Regions from separate parts of the Xenopus laevis genome. Here region 2 is linked to region 1. A link is a contact called in public Hi-C data. All regions are on one chromosome and are shown on one strand. Each heading gives the region's core, a stretch centred on a gene start, on an enhancer-like site or on the middle of the called end of the contact. The rest is flanking DNA. Distances are from core to core; before and after follow the strand shown. Region 1 holds the start of ywhaq.S (tyrosine 3-monooxygenase/tryptophan 5-monooxygenase activation protein theta S homeolog). Region 2 has its middle 100 kb from the start of grhl1.S.

The links. Hi-C and Micro-C count contacts between places; a contact is called where the count stands out from the background.
Region 2: a contact with region 1 is called in a Hi-C map of the XTC cell line, with 3 times the contacts expected there. The contact joins the enhancer-like site here to the promoter of ywhaq.S in region 1. A contact is called at or near these places in 2 of 4 Hi-C or Micro-C datasets (the XL177 cell line and the XTC cell line).

What each region holds. Positions count from the first base shown.
Region 1 is chr5S:125,397,211-125,404,225 of Xenopus_laevis_v10.1, forward strand. It overlaps ywhaq.S (tyrosine 3-monooxygenase/tryptophan 5-monooxygenase activation protein theta S homeolog), which reads right to left and starts at 1,911. Exons shown (of 5, transcript NM_001086903.1): 1 at 1,509-1,911. The coding sequence starts at 1,802.
Region 2 is chr5S:125,522,856-125,529,645 of Xenopus_laevis_v10.1, forward strand. No RefSeq gene overlaps it. Among protein-coding and RNA genes, the nearest start is that of grhl1.S, 100 kb to the right of the region's middle. Within about 2 kb of position 3,461, at least 1 of the 7 cell types and tissues checked has an H3K27ac peak or open chromatin away from gene starts, as enhancers often do.

The sequences.
Region 1 (7,015 bases), core at 661-3,160:
AGTTTATAGGAACTTAAGGAAAATACTACTACAGTTTTGGATGACTTAGTATGACATGGGAGTGCTGCAGTTTTGATCACTAAGCTCAAGTTAAACTGGTTTCAGAAACTTTCTACTCAGTTTGATACGGATTTAAACTTGAAGAAAACCTACTTGAGCACTATTCAGGTGAAATATACTTCAGACAGCAATCTGTACATGGACAGAAGGAAATCTATGAATGATGGTCCCCTACACATTCACTGAATACATTCATAAACATTTTACTGGACTCCAATGTGTTGAGTAAAAATAGCAGAGCACAGATGGTTTGGGATTATGATTTATGAAATAAACAGAAGCAATCGCTCTATATAAATAACTGAAGTGCCAGGAGGCACAATCAAGATTACTCCTACTTCTAATATATAATTGTATATACAGGTATGGGACTTATTACCCAGAATGCTTGGGACCTGGGGTTTTCCAGATTATGGATCGTTCCGTAATTTCAGATCTTAAGTCTACTAGAAAATCAGATAAACTTTAAATAAACCCAATAGGTGGGTTCTGCTTCCAATAAGTATTTATTATATCTTAGTTTGGTCAAGTGCAAGGTACTGTTTTATCAGTACAGGGAAAAAAAGGGAATAATATTTAAAAATTTGGATTATTTGATTATAATGGAGTCTATGGGAGACGGCCTTTGCGTAATTTGTAACTTTCTTGATAACGGGTTTCCGGATAACGGATCCCATACCTGTACTGTGATATTCTCTATGTAAAAAAAAAAAAAAACAATTAGGCCCTATAAAATACCAGTGGTTTGGCAGACACCTGTACGTTGTTGAGGTCACCAATAGCAGGACTGGTGTAGGGGAATAAAATTTAAAGGGGAGATAAAAATGTTATATAAGCTTCATCATGCTGAAATAAGAAACTTTCTAAATACAAATAATCAAGTTTATATTCACTATTCCTCTCTCAGCATCTGTTTCTCTTCATTTTTCTCTGCATGCAGCAGTTGGGTGTCAGATAGTCATTGACAGTTCGATCCAATAGATCTTATAGGGGGGCTTCCTTTCCTAGCAGATGAATTAAAGCTCATTCAAATAACGGATTCCAGTACAAACATAATCAAACAAAATAACTGCCTTTTGCACGAATTCTGCATGTAGAGAGACATGATGTCTGGTGATTTTAATAGTGAGCTCTAATACATCAAGGTAAAAGGAACACCCTATAAAATATATTGGATCTGTCAATGAATATATGACACCCAAAGAGAGAATGAAGAGAAACAGATGCGGGGAAAGGGATAGCAAAGATGAACTTGATTTGAGAAACAGTACAGGATTTTTAATTGATTATATTTAGAAAACTTCTTATTTATACTTATTTCAGTGTGCTGAAGCTTATATTACATTTTTGCGATAGTTTCCCTTTAATTGAACAGCTGTTTGGTTAGCAAGAGTCTGGACAGCTTTTTCATGACTGATACAGTCCTAGTGCTCATTAAACTCACTCACCAGAACAGTTTCACAAATACTTTGAAGCTCACTCTCCACTTTTTCTTTGTACTCTTTGGCAATCTTCAGCTTGGTTTCTTCACTGTCCGACTTCTGCTCAATGCTGGAGATGACCCGCCAGGCAGATCTTCTTGCTCCCACCACGTTCTTGTAGGCAACAGAAAGGAGATTTCTCTCTTCGCTGGACAGCTCCCCGCCACACTCTGTCACGTCTTTCATGCTGGCTGCCATGTCGTCGTAACGTTCAGCCTGCTCGGCTAGCTTGGCCTTCTGGATCTGTGCGGTCCTGTCCATGGCTGTGCTGAGGGAGGAGATCAGATAGGTGGAAAGGAAGGAAAAGGCGAAGTCTGCCAACCAACAAGAGCCGTTCTCAATTAATCTGATGCGCAGTCAGCTGTAACCTGAAAAAGAAGTAACCGTGTTAAAAACTTAGAGGGATACTGTCATGGGAAAGAATGTTTTTTTTTTCCTTTCAAAACGCATCAGTTAATAGTGCTGCTCCAGCAGACTTCTGCACTGAAATCTGTTTCTCAAAAGAGCAAACAGATTTTTTTTAGATTTAATTTAGAAATTTGACACAGGACTAGACATATTGTCAGTTTCCCAACTCCCCCCAGTCATGTGACTTGTGCTCTGACAAACTTTCACTCTTTACTGCAAGGTGGATTGATATCCCCCCCAGCAACCTAACAACAGAACAATGGGAAGGTAACCAGATAGCAGCTCCTTGACACAAGATAACAGCTGCCTGGTAGATAGAAGAACAGCACTTAATAGTAAAATCACTGTCCCACTGCAAAACATTCAGTTACATTGAGTAGAAGAAACAACAGCCTGCCAGAAAGCAGTTCCATCCTAAATTGCTGGCTCTTTCTGAAATCACATGACCAGGCAAACCACCTACACACCAATATTACAACTAAAAAAAAAATACACTTGCTGGTTTAAAGGACATGTAAACTTCCCACGCAAAAATCGAATCATTGAACAGCCCTTTTGAAATCTCTAAATACCTGCCACTCTGGTATTTCAAAGTTTAATAGTAAGGCTGCAGCATCCCCCTTAATTACTTAGAATTCCTACAGCCCCTCTCGCCTACTCAGCCCCTCTCGCCTACTCAGCCCCTCTCGCCTACTCAGCCCCTCTCGCCTACTCAGCCCCTCTCGCCTACTCAGCCCCTCTCCTCAGGAATTTCCTTTGGCTGAAGGCTACTGAGCATGCTCCGTTCTTCCAAGCTCAGATTTCTAAACACCCTCCAGTTTAGCAGCCAATGAAGAGATAGCATTGCTGATTCCCATAGAAACTATGCTCTAGCTGTCTGCTCCTATTTTTAAACCCTAACCCCTCTCCTGAGCTCAGAGTGACCATTACAGTTCTCAATTCAAGCAGGACTTTTCATCATAGTAAATTCTGCATTCTTTAAATGCAAGAACTTTACATCTCATATGTGCTGTTTGCAGATATAAATGCACTGATGATGTGTCAGAGGGAAAATGGCCCTGGGTGAAATCTGCTATTTCTTTTAGGGAAATGTAATGATGCTGGCAAACTGAGGGGATATATGCAGTACCAATAATGCCATTTGGTTGGGGGAAGGTATGCCCAACTTATTTACATGGTAGGAAAATGTAGGCTTTACATGTCCTTTAAGAACGAGATTTTATATTGTAGAGTGAATTATTTGCAGTGTAATTTAAAAATAAAAAACGACATCACAAAAATAAAAATCCCTTTAAATATAGAACTCTCATCAAAAGATCAAATCAGCAGTGTCTACTGACCTGCACCCACAGCCACTCTAATCCTTATTCTCTGCATCACGCCAAGGGAGCTTCAGGGGACTGCTGTAAACCAGGGGTGTCCAACAGGTAAATCGGGATCTACCAGTAGACTTTTAGTTGGTGATCAGTAGAGCTCAAGACACTGTCAACAGACAGCTTGTCTAAATCACCCTTCTGTTTTATTCTTTTCATTCAGATATTTATTCTGTTAAGGCTACATAAGAAATAGTTTTTTAAATATAGGAATATAAATGATCTTATAAATCAATATAATATTTAATTAATATTTTCCATGGAACAGAATGCTAACAGTGATATTATGGATGTAGATCATAATTGGACAACATGACTAAAAGTAGACCCCACATTAGTAGAGTATGGGCACTCCGGCTGTAAACAAAGCAAGATTTACAAAGCAGAGATGTGTAAAATTTAAGAAAACCCGGCCGGACATAGCCGAGAGGACTGCTCCTTGCAGCTAGAGAGAGCATTGTAGAGGGAGGAGTCCTGCATTGAACATTATCCCATAGAAAGGAGGAGGAAGGGATCAGGATGCCCTTCCTTTTGTCTGGAGGCTTCCTAGTTTTCCACGCCCTGACGGCCTCTCCCTCTTTTCCGCCCTCCCTTCAAGGGAACTAGGCTTTCCAGCACTGCAACATACAACTCGATTTTTTTTTGTAAAGGAAATATATACTCTAGGGTGGGTGCTTTCTAGATCGAAGCTTCTTTTCAACCTCTCTGGCAGGAAAAGGCCAGCACCCAACACCACAGCAGAAGACGGCGGCCGTTTCTTAAAAGGTCTTTAAGCCCATAACTAGAGTCATAAAGCAAATAAAAAGCCTTATACCTGCAACCAAAAAAAGCAATCATCCAGCAGAATCCGTCACAGGGAGAGGTCGCATCCCAATGTCAAGAAGACGCAGGATAGTGTCACGGAACAGACACAGCTCCACGCTAAATAAGCATTGTCTCATCACTGCCCCCAGCCAGCCAATAGCAACGCAAGCCTCCCAGCAATACTGTAATAGGGCTACAATTGTATCAATCACTTTCAAAAGGTATTATCAGATACAAATATATAAAATTAAGTCTCCATAGGAATATAGTATCAATGAAAGCACACTGGTCTCTCAAGGAAGTATCATGAGCCTTTAATAATGGCTACAAACTCCCATGAGTGTTAAAAGCCATAAAATGAATAATAACTATACCTTTTATTGAGCAAACCCCACAGCAGTTCCCATAGGCTTCCTAACACTATTAAAGGCTAAAGAAACACTGTTTTCCTGCACAATATCAGCCAGTCTTGTGTTTCTCTACCCACATACAGGAAAGCCAGAACTACAACTCCCATAATCCTTTACTAGTTGGCACAAGCAGCATTGGAACGGCTGCCTGGCCTGAAAATATAACAGCAAGGACAGAGGCTAGTGAGAATCCCTGCCACACTGTTCCTAGGACTGGTATCACCCCTAGAGGCAATGGTATCACCCCTAGAGGCAATGGTATCACCCCTAGAGGCAATGGTATCACCCCTAGAGGCAATGGTATCACCCCTAGAGGCAATGGTATCACCCCTAGAGGCAATGGTATCACCCCTAGAGGCAATGGTATCACCCCTAGAGGCAATGGTATCACCCCTAGAGGCAATGGTATCACCCCTAGAGGCAATGGTATCGTCCTTAGAGGTAATGGTATCGCCCTTAGAGGTAATGTATCGCCCATACACCACAAGCACAATCCCCATAAAGACAGGCGAGCTGCAGGCACATAATATCCTGGAAATGTAACACAAAAACACTTCTCCCCGCCAAACAGCGTCCGTCCACGTCGAATACCCCAGTAGTTCCGAGAGACGAACTCACCTTGCGCTCCTCACCCGACGCGGCCGGCAGACCGAGGACAAGAAATATCAGGCGGCGGCTTCAAGCACAGCGCACAAGAAACCCTGACCTGCGCAACCGAACTTGCCTATCAGGCGTTGGCAAAGAGGGACGCGACTCTAATCAACACGGCCAATCAGAAGCCGCGGGGGCGCCTGTCAATTCCGCGTTTCCTCAGCTATCAGAGCCAATAGCGGTGTAGCGCGGGAGTGTTAGGCGGGGGAGTGGGGTGGGGAAAAAAGGGTTGGTTAGGTTGAACAGCAGGCTGCGGCTTGGGCCACGGGGTTTCCTCCAATAAGATGCAGGGTGGGATGACATCACTGTTTCTGTGGCAACCAGAGTTGCTGCTCACCCCCCTCCTTTTGCCTGTCCTCAGTCTCTCCACACCCTGAGCAGCCCCAGCAAGGGAGTGGCGCGGTTTTCCTATAGCAGAGGTGTTGTCTGCTGTTCGCCATGTGTGCTTTATGCTGTGTCATTTCAACATTATACTCAGTGATACACTCACACACACCACCTGATTTATAAGCCTTTTTTTGTCGGTTTAGTAAAGTATGAGAGCACCATGGCCTAGGGTTATTACATTTTGTAGAAGACAATACCAAATATCATTTTATCATTGTTTCTTTTTCAACAGCAATCATGCAATATAACAGTATATGGTCCTTCTCTTTGCAGTCAGTAATTAAACAGTCCATATAATAAATGGTACAAGAACAGGTTCTTAAACCTTTTGGGTCCTGGGCCTCCCCCTCAGAATCCAACATAATATATTAACTCTGTATATTTTCCCTTCAGGCCACTGATACACAGCGGGGCTAGGGTTGCCACCTGGCCAGTATTTTACCGGCCTGGCCAGTAAAAATAATGGCTTATCCCAATTTTATTAATAGGGAAAAAGATAAATATATAGGAAGGCCGGTATTTTTTTCCAGAAAAGGTGGCAAACCCTAAGTGGGGCTCATTTATCAACACTGGGCAAATTTGCCTATGGGCAGTTACCTATAGCAACCAGGCCCTGATTTGTCGAAAGGCCATCAAGGCCCGGGCCAAGATGGCAGGATTTTAGGGGGCGGCATGATGCCCAACCACACCCACATTGGTTCAAAAATATTGGGGATGCGCAGGAGATACAATTGTTTACAATTGCTTTAAATTTCCCCTGTGCCAGTCCCCATTGCTCAGGTCCCGATGATGAAAATTTGCACAAATAAAGGGGAGGGGACAAATCCAGCCCTGATAGCAACCTATCAGTGTTTAGCTTCTTAAAGCCAGCTGCAAGTAAAACAATGAATGCAGCAATTTGATTGGCTGCCATGGGTTACTGCCCATGGGAAAATTCACCCAGTGTTGATAAATGAGCCCCACTGTGTTGTGGTGCTGTCATCACCGCACTCCATGATGGGACGGCTGCAGCATTCATACAGGTTTGGCAACCAGCGTGTGCTCCCCATTCATTAAGTCTTGAATAGATTTCCGCAGGTAATGAATTGCCGTCTAAAGCAATGATAATAAATATTTCAGACACCTGACTAAGAAATAACTTATGATTCCATTGTTTGTAAAGCAAACACATAAGCAAAAGCTAATGGCACGCAGAGGTCAAAATGGCTTTCTGAGGGGTGGACACCACCAAGATTATCCCTGTGCATCTCAATGGTAGGTGGTAATTAGTGGATGGAACTGTTTTCTGCCTGAGGACAGAACTGAACCAAATGTCCCTTGGGCCAGAGGCCAAAGGTGCCCATATCCTCAAGAGTAATGAATAGAAACAATTAAAGTATATATATCTGCTTCACCTTACTATACCACCTATCTAACAAATACCCAGAGACTATTACCCCAC
Region 2 (6,790 bases), core at 2,211-4,710, 130 kb after region 1:
ATCCATGTTCAAATTTGGTAAGTTTTTTAATAGGCCACTTAATATGACATCAACTATCTCTTGGTTAAGTATTCATTTTGGGGGGGTATAGTTTTCCTTTAATAAATGGGCATTCGCCCAGGGCTCACCCAGACATGTTGACTACCAACAAATCTTTCATTGGCTTTAACCAAATCCCTTCCTTTTCATCGACTAAAATACCTCTGCACTTAATATATTCTTTTTTTATATTAAGTTGGGACAAATGTTCCTAATTGGAATTTTCTGATAAAAACAGGTATTTTTTATGTTGTGGCACCTCCATCTTTTTTTTAAATTATTATTTATTTTTTGTATCTTAATTGGCTGATGGTCATATTGACATTTGATGGTGATGGTAGTACAGTATTGCCACAGATTATTGAGCCATCCAATATGATCTTTGCTCTGGACCTACTGCTGCCTACTACTTCTAACTTGCTGTGGGCCTTCTAAAGTTGCCACGTCAGGGGTGCATAGTGAAAGGCAGCTCAAGAGTAGCAGAAACATTCCATAGGCAGAGTCATATTTCTGAGCACACAAGCCCAGACTGAATTTTCTGTTGCAGTGATTGCAGGTTGACCTGAAACCCACAGCACCCATAGGTTAACCCAGATGCGTTTCGGACTGGGACACCAGGGGCCCACCTCAAAACCTTAGACCAGGGGCTCACCAAAGAACCATAGACCAAGGGCCGCCTCTCAGTACTATTATTATTCTTCTCATCACTCGACCTCTAGTCTCTTTTCTTTACATACTATAATCTATTATTCCATCTAGTTAGTATCTTTGTTCTCAAATAAATAGGAAATGGCAATGAAATAGGCCAAATCCTTGGAAGCATTAGGGCTCCCTGACACCTGGGCCCACTGGGAGTTTTCCTGGTATCCCAGTGGGCCAGTCCAACACTGCCCAGAGGTCAGGTGGTTTGGGTTGAATTCAGGTAACCATTGTGAGTTTGGGTTGGGTGCAGGTCAGGCTGGGGATGTACACTCCTCCTCTGCTCCCAAAGATTCCCTGTCTTGGAATCAGATGTGCATGTAGAAGTAAAAGACAGAGCAGTAAGAAATGTGGGTGCGGGTCTTTCAATGGCAATGTGGGTTAGGTGCAGGTTTCGGGTTCTCCGGATTAGGGTCAGGTGCAGGTTAAAGGTTTCTGTTTTAGGGTCAGGTGCAGATTGAATTATGACTGACCACTCATCTTTATTGTATTGCTCTTTGTTAGAAAGATCTTATAGAAGATTTAGGTCCCTAAATCAAAAATCTGCTGAGGGACAAACGGGGACATAAGCTGATTATACCTAAGTATTTCTCATACTATGTTTAGAGAGAGATTATAGAACTATGCCACGTGTGTATTACCAGGGTCGGATTTAGCTGGCAGAACAACGGGTCAAAACATGGTGGGATCCGCTCCCCGCCAGAAACACTGTAGCATGACCTACCCCTTTGCCCCGATCTTAGCTGCAACCAAGTAAATATAAGGTACGAGGGTAGTTGGGTTTGTATTACCTTGTACCAGGCATATTTTTTACTAAAAAATTGACAATATCGATGGCCCTTTCATGTTGTTTCCTATCTACCTTTTGATTATAGAAACCTTCCAAATTCTGCCAAGCGATCAGGTAGCAACAATTAACACATAGACAAGGAATTAACATGAAAAATATAGTGAAAGTCTGCTGGCTCTGCTGGAGTATTTGTGAAATTGGGAATAGTCCATTGGCCAAGAAAATGCCATTTTACTTTATTAAATATGTGACATAACATGCAGCCGTCCATCTGCTGCTGAACTACTGCTTCCAACAGCACCATCTGCAGACTTTGTCTACTGATTGGACTTAATTGGTTTAAATGGGTTTTCTCCATTTGAGGGGCTTAGCTTTTCTACATTTTCCTTTTCCCACCTTCATAAATCTAAAGTTAATGAAACTCCCATAACATCATGAGACAAACTGAAATGTACAAAGTGACAAACATAAGTTAGTCGAATTTATGACATATATACATATTGTATACATATACAATACAATACAACCTCAATTTTACATCCCCTGTATATAAGTTTTCCCTCATATTACATAGTTGTTTTGTGGTCCCACATATATATTTAAAGGGGACCCGTCACCCAAAAAAATTATTCCAAATCCTATTTTATCACGTTAGTCAAGCAAAATTAACTTCAATTACACTATATCAATTATTTGAATCTTGTTTTCTTCAGTCTGGGAATTCATAATTATAACAAGCAGACAGGAGCCATTTTGTGGACACTGTTATTAAGGCAAGCCTTGTATCATCTCAGAATCTTCTTTGTGCATCAGAATGGGGGACCTGATGTCCATCCCAATGCCCTGGCTACACAATTAAATGGTGAAGAGAATGGGGGGAATGTGGGTAATGCAGTGACATTTAGTAAGTGCTGAATGGAAAGTGAAAGTAATTGCCTACCTAAGGCATAGAGGAGGGGCTGAAAATATTTGATTGACAGCTGAGATTTTTAAATAAGTTTACAACAGCTACGAAACCTTTAATAAAAAAATTATTTGGATTTCATGTTTAACTTGAAAAGGACTTTTATTAAACAGCTTTTTATGCTGGGTGACAGGTCCACTTTAAATATAAAAAATTTCCCTGATTTTACAATTTCCCAGATTTTACACCATTTTTTTTGGTCCCCTGGAAAAGGTAACATGGGGGTTCTACTGTACTGGATTGGGCTCTACCTTATAAGCCTTGCTTATTTGTAAGGAGGCAGTAGTGTGACCCCTAGTGTACATATCCAGTATAACCTGCTGTATTGCTGCAGGCACCATCTGTTACCAGGTCAAATGAAGAAAATCAAGTTTTGCAATCTCACTGACTCAGCTGTAGTCATGTCTGGGAATTGACTGAGCGTTTGGGAGGAGACATCTCATTCTAGAGAAGGTGACAACTCTTAGAAACTTAACAAGTGTTTGAGTGCTGAAAAGTAATACGTTTGAAGTGTGTAATTGTCCTCTTGCCCTAATGTGCTCATCTCTGCAAGGATTCCTCCAAACTTTGTCATTTTTGAAAGTAAAGCAGAGGTGAATTGGGTCCAGTTCCCTATCTCATGGCCAATTCAATTGTCAAGTATTATTATTAATAATAATAATCATAATAATATTAAATCTGCCCAATATTTCCAGTTCTTCAAAATACTACGGCCATAGTTTTTCAGATCCATAAACCAAAAGTAGAAGATTGCTTTAAAAAGTTTCCAAACTATAAAACCCGCACATCACTACTTGCAACCAAGCAGCAGTTTGGAAGTTAGAATAGAAGATGAATTGGAGAGGAAAGTGCCGGGCCAAGGAGAAGGAGACCCCCTCTGCATATGCATGCGCAGATGAGTGACCACGTTAAAGCAAAAGAGGCTGATTCAGACTGGCCCTGGCCCTCATGGACCCCAGTCGGCACAGATCTGCTCTCAGTTCGTCTGGCCCCATAAAAAAAAGAATTGCGGGCATGCCGCAGGGGCCCCAGAGGTTTGGAACCCGGTGGGCCCCCAATGGTCCAGTCCAACCCTGAAAATAGGTACAGTGCTTGGCCCCCCATCACCATTGTGCTCTAGGCAAATGCTTAATTCTGGCCCTGGGAAAGGGCCTAAAAAGTAAGCTAAGCAATACAAAAAGAAAACGCAGATATGGGCCGAAATGATACATACACATACAGTGCAGTTTGCCTTTTCTCCACTGTCACAGTAAATGCACATTGTGACTAAGCCCTGAGATTGAATTGTTTGTTGCCACTCATCAGGTTGTTCTGCGTGTATGAAACAAGAGTCTGCATTACAGAAGCTGCTGCACAGATTAGTCAGCACTTTACCAGCTATTGTATAGCAACAGAGAGAGTGAATTATTACCCAGCTAACATTACAGCTTTGAGAATCAAGCTCTGCATCCGTTTGCCATGAAAGGGAAACACTGGATTGTATTTGTCACTTGAAAGCTACGTTACATATTTAGGGGGTTATTTATCAAAGGTTGAATTGTAGAATAATGTGATTTTTTTAAAAACTCTAATAAAGTCTAAAGTTTGATCACCATTCGAATGATATGCAAGTATTATTGATCAAAAAATGATTATTGGTCTAAAATTCGATCGAATAGTCCTGACCGGAAAATTTGATCCAAATTCCAGAATAAAAACTTGAATATTGCACAGCAAATGTTTTTTCTCCCATTGGAGTCTATGGGCATCATTTTTGCGTCAAAACATGGCGAAAAATTTCGCTCATGACAACAATTGACATCTTCAAATAGTTCAAGGGACCTCTGCCATTGCCTTCTACATGAACTCGGCAGGTTTTAGGTGGCGAATATTCGAATTTGAATTTTTGAAGTGTCTCACATTCAAATTCAAGTTGATTGTTTTGAGCAAAATATAAATTTGAAATTAGAATTTTCCATTCGCGTCTTAGTAAATCTGCCTCTTAGTTAATGAATGTCAGAAATAATGATTCCTATTATAGCGTATTAAGAAGATTAGCTTTATTTTAGTTGTATAAATGAATATATTTATTTTATTGTACCTTATTTCAGTCCAGTGGCTTAACTACCAGGGGAGCAGGGGGTGCGATTGGGCCAGGGCCCGCACCCCCTCAGGGCCCCCCGGTAGCTCGCGTGCCACTGAGTTCTTTAGTAATAGCGGCTGTACGGAGGGGGGCGGGGGCCCGGCTGCACGTACCGCGCCATAGCCCGTCCCCCTCTAGTTACTTTACTGTTTCAGTCCCCTCTGACAGGCGGGGACTAAAATAATGAACAATTTCACCAGCAAAAATTCAAATCACCAGTGGGGAGACATACAGTACATGTCGTAGACACAATTTTGAAGTAGCCTGAAGTCTCCTTGTGTGAAAAATTTGGACAATCGTGTGCCGCTTATGTTTCCCAACAGGCGTTTTGCATTTTAGCTGTTGGGAAGAAAAAAATGGACATTTTGTTGCCTGCAGTAGCCAAGATTTATCACAAGCAACACAATGTCCAATGTGCCATTGCTCTTAGGGCAGTGGCACATGGGAAGATTTATAGCGCGTGATTTATTAGACGCAGCTCTGGGCGAGAAATCTCCCAAAAATGCCTCTCCATTTCCAGTAACAGGAATAGCTGGCGGTATGTCCAGCAGTATGGCGGTACTGTATGTCCAAAGTTTCCTCCAGGGGCATCTTTTGGACGATTTAGCGATCAGTTGGGCATACCACCAGCGATTTCAATAACCGGCAATGGGGAGGCATTTTCAGGAGATTTGTCGCCTGCAACCGTGTCTAAAAAATTGCGGGCTGCATTGGCTGCAGATTTGTAAATTATTCTGTCAGTCTATTGCATCCTACTCTTTTAAGCTGACAATAGAAGCAAAGATCCGATATATTCGTACGATTTTCTGATCGTGTGTGGAGTGCCCATCATTTGTTCAGTCGAACGGACAGGTTAGAAAATTTCTTTTGGCTGCCGATAATATCTCTGCATGTATTGCCGATCTTCAGTGGGAGACTGTCACCAGCTTTGGTCGGACATAACTATCGTACGATTGCTGTAGGGGCAGAACATCGGCTGATCTGTTCTTTCACTACTTTATTTGATATGAAAGGTTAGTGGCAGGTCGTGAGATGGGGAAGTCCGATAAATCCGATTGTTCGAGGATTCGAATGATCGGATCTTTGCATCTATGGCCAGCTTTATTCCTTGTATATGGGTGCATTGATAAGCACAGGATCAGCCTGCTCACACCAAAAAAATTTTGGTGCAGAAATGCATACTTTAGCGCTTCCAAAATCCTGTGCTGACAAGCTGATCCTGTGCCTTTAAATGCACACACAGGGTGCAGGAGGCAGCGGCTGAGAGGTTCTCAGATGGCATATTTACTCAGCTGGCATATTTACTGTGCTATTAACCTAAAAATGTTTGCAAATATGCATGGGAATAAACAAGGTGCAACGTGGCTCCAGATTTTTCTACCGCTACCCTCATTCATTATACCTGGTTTTCACTGTACTTCATGACTCTTTTACAAAAACTAAACATAGCATTTGGAACGGAAATGGGTGCAAAATTACATCCATGCACCGGGGAAGATCAATTTGTATGAGAGAGGGGCCTTCACTTTGGCACTGAACAACTTTTACCTCTTGGCTGCTCACATCAGGTGCCCCCCAGTTCTAATGCCTATATTTAATCAGTTTAAAATTCCTGCACCTTCTTGCACTCATCCATACTACTGGAAGGGTCTTTTTCCCTACTGCACCTATTTTGACAGATGAGGTACAAGGTTCAGCATGCCTGGGTACAAAGGAGCCCTATACTTAACTGAGACCTAGATATACGAACCAAACACCCTTTATATGGTGTTCCTATAGGCACTCAATGTTGCATCATTTGATTTACATGCAGCTACCTTCCACCCCCGGCTTGAGTCTTGTATAAACCCCTGTATACAGAAACAAAAATGCACTTCCATATTCAGGTTCCTGCACATTCTGTGTCATCATATAAAGAAACTAAAATCAAAACACAGCTTTAATAGGTAGGCACAATTTTATATGGATTGATGCTGATCGTTGATGGATGGATATGGATGCCAATTTCACTGATGTGGATCAGTTGCTTATTGTCTATTAGAATCACAGGACGACATGAAAATAATCTTTTTAATCCCAACAGATTTATAATGTCTAGGCCATAAACCCATAATGAAATGTAATCACTATTTTACTCTATGATTCTTCATTGCCACGGCTGTGCCTGCTGCTGTTA